Linked DNA regions of Mus musculus: region 1 is linked to region 2. A link is a contact called in public Hi-C data. All regions are on one chromosome and are shown on one strand. The core of a region is the stretch at or near the end of the contact, and the rest is flanking DNA. Distances in the headings are between cores, read along the strand shown.

Region 1 (4,009 bases), core at 1,219-3,718, 270 kb after region 2:
AAATGCAAATCAAAACAACCCTGAGATTCCACCTCACACCAGTCAGAATGGCTAAGATCAAAAATTCAGGTGACAGCAGATGCTGGCGTGGATGTGGAGAAAGAGGAACACTCCTCCATTGTTGGTGGGATTGCAGGCTTGTACAACCACTCTGGAAATCAGTCTGGCGGTTCCTCAGGAAATTGGACATAGTACTACTGGAGGATCCAGCAATACCTCTCCTGGGCATATATCCAGAAGATGCCCCAACTGGTAAGAAGGACACATGCTCCACTATGTTCATAGCAGCCTTATTTATAATAGCCAGAAGCTGGAAAGAACCCAGATGCCCCTCAACAGAGGAATGGATACAGAAAATGTGGTACATCTACACAATGGAGTACTACTCAGCTATTAAAAAGAATGAATTTATGAAGTTCCTAGCCAAATGGATGGACCTGGAGGGCATCATCCTGAGTGAGGTAACACATTCACAAAGGAACTCACACAATATGTACTCACTGATAAGTGGATATTAGCCCAAAACCTAGGATACCCAAGATATAAGGTACAATAAATAAATCTTTAAAAAAAATAAAATTAAATTAAATTAAAAATAAGGAGGAAGAAGGAGAAGAGGAGGAGGAGGAAGAGAAGGAAGAGGAGATGAAGAAGAAGACAAGGAGGAGGAGAAGGAGAAGAAGAAGAAAGAGAATGAACTAGGCACACACACTCTTCACTCTTGTAATCCCAGCACTGGGGTGATGTATGTGTGTGTGTGTGTGTGTGTGTGTGTGTGTGTGTGTAGGCAGCCTGGGTTATATGAGAACAACAAAAACCAACAAAAAATTAAAAACTGACAAATAGCTTTGAAAGTCTCTCTGTGTTAAGTGTCAACAGAAGAATCAGTTAAGATGCTAGAAGAATACGGTGACTAATACGGGGGAAGCAGAAGGGCACCCTAAGAACCTGGAAATTTTGAGCCACGTGGTGGTACATGCCAAATTCCAGAACTGTTGGGAGGAGGCAGGAGAATTGCCACAAGTTCCAGACTAGCTCAAATACAGTATAAGATCTTGGCAACCTTAGTTCAAAAAGCAAAACAAAGCAAAATATAATAATAGTAATAATAATAATGACAACCACCACCACCACCACCACCACCTCACTTGGGAGGCAGAGGCAGGCGGATTTCTGAGTTCGAGGCCAGCCTGGTCTACAGAGTGAGTTCCAGGACAGCCAGGGCCACACCGAGAAACCTTGTCTTGAAAAACAAAACAAAACAAACAAACAAACAAACAAAACAACAGCAACAACAAAGAAAGCCTGCAAATTTTGTCTACGTGAAAAATAAACACTAATGCTTTAAAAAGAAACTCAGGGGCTGGCGAGATGGCTTAGTGATTAAGAGCTCCGACTGCTCTTCCAAAGGTCCCGAGTTCAAATCCCAGCTACCACATGGTGGCTCACAACCATCCGTAACGAAATCTGATGCCCTCTTCTGGAGTATCTGAGGACAGCTACAGTGTACTTACATATAATAAATAAATTAAAAAAAAAAAAAAGAAAGAAACTCAGACAGGATTATCCATAGCGACAGAAAGTAGAGTTAGCCTGTGTGTCAAATCCGCAGACTAATAGTGGAAAAAAAGCACTCCACATGACAGAATGTGATGATTGTTTAGAATCTGTCTCAGCTGTATAGAGCAGAAAACATCAGTGGCCTAATCAAGATATTCTTCTTCAATATAAAAATAAAGTGTAAGGCAGGCTGGATGCTGTCATTCCAGAATTGCTATGCTGGCTCCAGAGGTCATTATTAGGCCTTCGGCTCCTTCTAGTTCATCCTCCACTTATAGCTCTCATTTAAACTCTCATTTTCATCTTAGTGACTGCCAGAATGTTGGCCATCCCACCCTCCTTTTGCAAAACAGAATGTGTCCCTGAGATGGCTAAGAAGACAGCTGTGGCTAATGTGGAAGGAGAGACTCCTACAAGTTCTCCTCTGATCTCTACACCCGAGGTGCGGCATTTGTACAGCGTACCCCAATAAAAAGTAAAAAAAAAAAAAAACTTTAAAATGAAATGATATTTTCCTCCTCCACCTCTTCTCCTTTTGTCTTTGTTTCTTGAGATAAGGTTTCTCTGTGTACCGCTGGCTGTCCTGGATCTCAAAGCGATCCACCTGCCTTTATCTTCCAAGTGTTGGGCTTAAAGATGTGCACTACCACTGCCAGGCAAAGTGAAGAGAGTTTTAAAGGGTCAGCCTTTCATGGTATCCTCCAGAAGGGCTGGTGAGATAAGACAGGACACAGCTGCTTTATGCCTACTAGGTAGCTCAGGGACTGAACAGCAACTTCCTGGCCTGTCTAATCCCAAGTGACGTAAACTGCTAGGAAACTTTGTACCCAAGGATACTCCAGGGCTAAGATGCATGTACCATTAAATTTTAGGTGTTTTTGAAAGTTCCTTAAAATAAAAAGTAATATCCTCCTGCAGACTGAGTCAGCAGTTTCAGTATCACCCTAGATCATGAAAGCCAGCCATTGAAGGGCCAACACTGTATCCTGTCTGTCTCTGTCTGTTAGCTAGAATCAAGGGTAAGAGCGGTGCTGAGAAGTGGGGAAAGGTATTAGATAACCCCAGGTTACCTCTTTGGCTGACTGAGCACTTCACTACAGCCCCCAGGGTCTATGATGTCAGGGGTGTGCCTGCCCTTCAGAGCAAAGGACAGGTGAGGCATCGCAAGTGAGTTCATGTGGGACACTCAAATTCACACCAGCCTAGCGTCACAGGCTTTTGTGCCCTTTCTCCACCATAACCAGCCACCTTCACTTCCACTATTTTTCCAGGAGACCTGCTGTCTAGCACTGCCCTACAATTCTCGTATTAAATGGTTGTGGACTGAGAAACGGAAGACCAGAGTAAACAGACGCACCGAGTCCGGGGAGGTGAATTCTAGTATGTGGGATGTAATCTAGCCTAATGACAAGCACACACACTTTGGAACAGCTGAAATGGAGACCCGCTCTGCTGTTCGCCAGCCGTGTGCCCTCCCTCACACATGCTGTGAAACCTCTGAGCCTTGGCATTGCTGTCTTCAGATGGGGATGACAGAGTCCTCGCCTCATCAAAGTCAGGTGGTAGGAACTAGGTAGCGGACTGAAGTGGGGCTCTTCCATGGGAAGCAGTTATGACCTGTAGCTGCATGATGGTGATGGTGTGAGGGAGGGGTGGGTAAGGGAGCTGCTGTAACGGGCACCTGGCAGGAGCTGTGGGCTCCAAGGGGAAGGATACAGTAGTTGGGTGGAGACCAAGGGGAATAAACTCTACATTTATTATTGAGTAGTGGTGGCACACGCCTTTAATCCTGGGTGAGCAGATCTCTGAGTTTGAGGCCAGCCCAGTCTGTAGAGTGAATTCCAAGACAGCCAGGGATACACGGAGAAACCCTGTGTCAAAAAACCAAACCAAACCAAACCAAACCAGAAAATTTACATTTACTTATGTACGTATGTTGGGTTGGAGGGAATGTATGCCATAGAAGATATGCAGAGGTCAGAGGACAACTTGTAAGAGTCTGTGCTCTTTCTACCGTGTGGGTCCTGGATTCGAACTTGAACTTAGAGCCTCACGTATGGTGGCATGGCACCCATACTCACCGAACAATCCCACCTACCCCGAGGGGAATCAACTTTTGTCCTAATCTTTGATCTCTTGCTAGTGTTCTCTATTGAGTAAACCTGAGCAGATGGCAGAGGCAAGGGTTTGGGGTGGGATAGCCCACCAGCTGGCTCCCAGGACTTGGCATGTGATACTGGCAGAGAAAGACCTTTAGGGACACATGGCCATTTAAGCAAAAGAAACATGATGAGGTTACCAGTGCCTGGAGCAGTTGAGGCCACATAGTCCTCTGGCCTCTGCCCCCGCTCTCCTTTCTCTCTCCCCTCTTACCCCCATTTCTCTGTTTATTTTCTGGTTGTCAACAGATTACAGATGATAGCTGTACTTAAAGTGTCTGTCATCACTT
Region 2 (3,831 bases), core at 982-3,481:
GATCAGTCCCATAGCAAATACCAAATACAACTCAGCAGCTTCAGACCAGTCCTCTAGGCAGGCAGACACCAACCATGAACCAACAACTACATTCCAGTCCTCTTGGCAGGCAGACACCAATCACGAACCAGCAACTGTAGTTCAATCCTGGAGAAGTTGCCAGGCTTGTCAACCGGCCTGAGGAGAGGCCTTAGACGCAGCAAGCTACCATAGGAACCTTATGAGCAGTTTCTTTGTTGAGTTTCTCTCAGTATCAGAGTTGAGCTCAATGTAAGGCGAACCAATACATGAATGTTGTTAGAGAAGAATATTGAGGTGGAGCAAATCAAACCAGTGCTCTGTGCTCGTCTCCCACTGTCAGCGGGGTCATGTTTCTACTCCTTCATCACAGGTCCTTTCATGAGTTTGCTCTATCCAAACACCCTTTCACCTGTGTCTGCTTCAGGAAAACAGTCTTTCACGTGTTTGCTTTAGCAAGACATCCTTTCACCTTTGTGCCCCAGCAAAACATTGCTTGGCATAACTTTCCAAGGAAACCAGAACTTTCCACTTCAAGACTCATTTAGAATAGAGACATCTTAAAAAAAAAAAAACCAAAAACTTTAGTGGCCAGCAAGATTGCTCAGTGGGTAGATGTGCTTGCCACTAAGTCTGACTACCTCAGCTCCATCAGTGAGGTCACACAGGGAAAGAAGAAGAGGAGACCAACTCCTGAAAGGTGTTCTCTGACCTCCACACATATGAGCTGTGGCATATGCGTATTGGACCATACACTTACATAAATAAGTATAAAACTGTAATGAAAGGATAGGGGGTTGTCATTTATTAGCAACAGCTGTGCAATGGTGGTCTACATGACCATAAGAAATGGGTATTTTACCTTCTCCTACTCAGCATCTTTGAGAAGTAATACAAAACATGTTTCTAATAGTCAAGACTAACTGTGATGTATTGAAGAGGAAGTTTTGAAAGAAGACTTTTTTTTTCTTTTTTTTTGAGACAGGGCTTCTCTGTGTAACCATGGCTGTCCTGGAACTCACTCTGTCAACCAGGCTGCCCTTAAACTCAGAAATCCGCCTGCCTCTGCCTCCCAAGTGCTGGGATTAAAGGGGTGCGCCACCACTGCCCAGCAAAAGAAGACTTTTTTACAATTAAGTATATGTGTGTCTCTATGAGTGGATATATGCATGTGAGTACAGTTCCCACAGAGACCAAAAGAGGGCATGGGATTCCCCTAGAGCTGCAGTTGTGAATGCCTGACCTGAGTGCTGGGACCCTAACTCCAGCCCTTTGCAAGATCAGTATGCATTCTTAACTGCTGAGCCAGTTCTTCAGACCCAAGATGAACATTTTGAATGTTAACACAGAACACACTTTATAATTACTTGCAACTTAAACTCTCCTATAACTTCCGGGTGTGATGAAGATGCCTTTAATGCCAGCACTCGTGAGTCAAAAGATCTCTGTGAGCTCAAGGTCATCCTGGTCTATCCAGTGAGAAACCCCCCCCCCCAAGACAAACCAAAAACAAAACAAACTCTCCCATAACTGAGAAACCCTAAGCAGTTCTGTTGGGCAAATGGCTATTTAGACGGAGCTTCTCCTTTGAGTTAGGTCTCAAACTCCCAACAAATGGTTGAGGTGCCTTTTTCACATATTAAAGCAGACCTGGATGCTCCCAGCATCCCTCAGTCCCTACCTGTTACAGGGTTGGCTGGCATAGTCCACCCCGTGAACCTTCCGGCCCAGGTGCTGAGCTGCCCTTCTGGGGTCCTTCCCTATATAATCCATCCATTTTGACTCTGCTGGTCATTTTCACTTTTTTTCCCCCTTTACCTTCCTGGCCTGTTGGTCTCCTTGGTCTCCGCTCTCTCCTCATATGGCTGGATCAGGGTCCTGTTCATTCAAACTTTTGGTGCAGACAGATAGTAGAGATAAACAGAACCCAACCCCTGATATTCCTCATAAAATAAGGAGTCATCAGAATCTGGTACGCTATTGTCCACTGTTGTTTTCAATATTTGGGACACTGCCAGCGCCGGAAGCTCCTGGCAGTCTGAGCGGGTCAGATGTCCTGGTGGCCTCAACATGAACCAGCTTTACAGAGCAGAGCGATGGCAGCACCCCGCAGGCGTTGCCCCAGTCTAGCGTCCATGGAGATGGACGCGGAAAGGCCTTGCGCATGCGTACTTCAAGAGCCCAGGACACCCGAGATTGGGCGGGGCGAGCTCAGAGTGCGCCTGCGCACTGCCCTCTGTAGCTGTGTGAGCCGCAGTCTCTGGAGCGCTAAGGTGTTGCGGTCGCCTGTGGCCAGCCTCGCCCCCAAACCCGGTGTTGTTGGGCTGCATCCGGAGTGGGGACGTTGGCGGAGCACCGGACGCGGCCACCATGCCGGTGAGGATGGACAGTCGGCCACGGGGGCTTCGGCTCATCGTGTCGGCCCTGCTCGGGGGCGCGGCCGTTGCCATAGAAGCGCGCGGCGGGCGGGGCAGGGTGGCCAGGCCGGGAGGCCTTGGAGGAGAAGGGCGGTGGGGCGGCGGGGCTGGGGTCCGGACGCATCGGGGGCCGCTCGGGACCCGCCCAGTTGCCCCGGAACGCGTTGCATCTCGCCAGGCCTGCTCTGCCAGACAGAAAAGCACCGCGCGGACAGTGGAGGCTTGGTGGCTGCGCGTGGCCACCATGGTCTTGCGGATGCTCGGAACCCCAGAGTCTACGCTCTGGCCCCCTACTTCCCTGGGTATAAGCTGTCATTCCGAGCGGGCACCTTAGCTTATGGTGCAGAATGTAACCTGTAGGTGTCTTTGTGCGAGTATGCGGTGGCGATTTGGTTACCTCCTAGGATTTCACGGATTGTTATCGTGCCATAATAAGGGGGTGGTTGTAAGTCCCATTGGAGAAGACTTGAGCCATGGTAGATTATATATTGGTTATGGGGCCTTCGATGGTTATTTACAGCGTCTGGGCCCTTAGTTCCTACACATTTAAACTTTCCTTCTTGGGGTTTTTATCAAGGCAAAATAAATTAATGCACAGGACACTTGAAGGACAGGGCTTGACATTTAGCACAAAATGCTCAGTGTTTGTTTATATTTATTGCTTTATTGAATAATGAATATTCAACAAAGATTGCGCACTAGCCGTATATATGTTAACTATGCAGGCGGTAAGGTTGTGCTAGGTGTTTTTAATTCAATTTTTATTTTATGTGTATGAGTGTTTGCATGTATGTATGTATGTGCACCACGTGCCAGGGGAAGGAAGAAGAGTGCATGGAATTATTTGGAACTGAAGTTAAAAGCAGTAGTAAGCTGCCATGTGGGTGCTGGAAACTCAGCCCAGGTCCTCTGTAAGGTCCTCTGTAAGTGCTCTTAACCACTGGCCCATCTCTCCAGCCTCATTACCAAAGTTTTGACTTTGGAGAAGAGGTGAAAACCATATACATTTAACAGAGAAAAGACAGCCTTAATAAATGAAGTGAGTAATCTGCATATGGCAGAAATTGGATCTGGTGAATTGGAAAAGGTTTCCATAAAGGAATGCTGGCCTACAGATAACAGATCTACTTTTGTTTTCAAAAGACTTAAATTGCTATATTTGTGAAGTTTCTCAGTTTTAGCAGATGACTAAAATACTTAAAAATGCTTTGAGCCAGCTGGCCAACACTTTGAAAGGTTGAGGGAGGAGGATTTAGAGTTTAAGGCTGGTCGGGCAGTGGTGGCACCTTTAAACCCAGCACTTGGGAGGCAGAGGCTGACGGATCTCTGTGAGTTCAAGGCCAGCCTGGTCTATGGAGTAAGTTCCAGGAGAGCCAAGGCTACACATAGAAATCCT

What was found. Hi-C and Micro-C count contacts between places; a contact is called where the count stands out from the background.
Region 1: a contact with region 2 is called in a Hi-C map of Th1 cells, with 3 times the contacts expected there. The contact joins the enhancer-like site here to the promoter of Kif3a in region 2. A contact is called at or near these places in 1 of 39 promoter capture datasets (embryonic stem cells) and 4 of 484 Hi-C or Micro-C datasets (B cells, the G1E-ER4 cell line, Th1 cells and 1 more).

What each region holds. Positions count from the first base shown.
Region 1 is chr11:53,833,338-53,837,346 of GRCm38.p6, forward strand. The region is part of intron 2 of Gm12216 (predicted gene 12216); the gene reads right to left. Among named protein-coding and RNA genes, the nearest start is that of Gm30785, 4.9 kb to the right of the region's middle. Within about 2 kb of position 2,469, at least 18 of the 459 cell types and tissues checked have an H3K27ac peak or open chromatin away from gene starts, as enhancers often do. A contact at or near this core is called in the G1E-ER4 cell line and Th1 cells, where this site is marked.
Region 2 is chr11:53,565,138-53,568,968 of GRCm38.p6, forward strand. Kif3a (kinesin family member 3A) reads left to right here and starts at 2,232. Exons shown (of 18, transcript NM_008443.4): 1 at 2,232-2,394. The coding sequence starts at 2,389. It overlaps A430108G06Rik (RIKEN cDNA A430108G06 gene), which reads right to left and starts at 2,176. Exons shown (of 2, transcript NR_168001.1): 1 at 1,700-2,176; 2 at 1-577.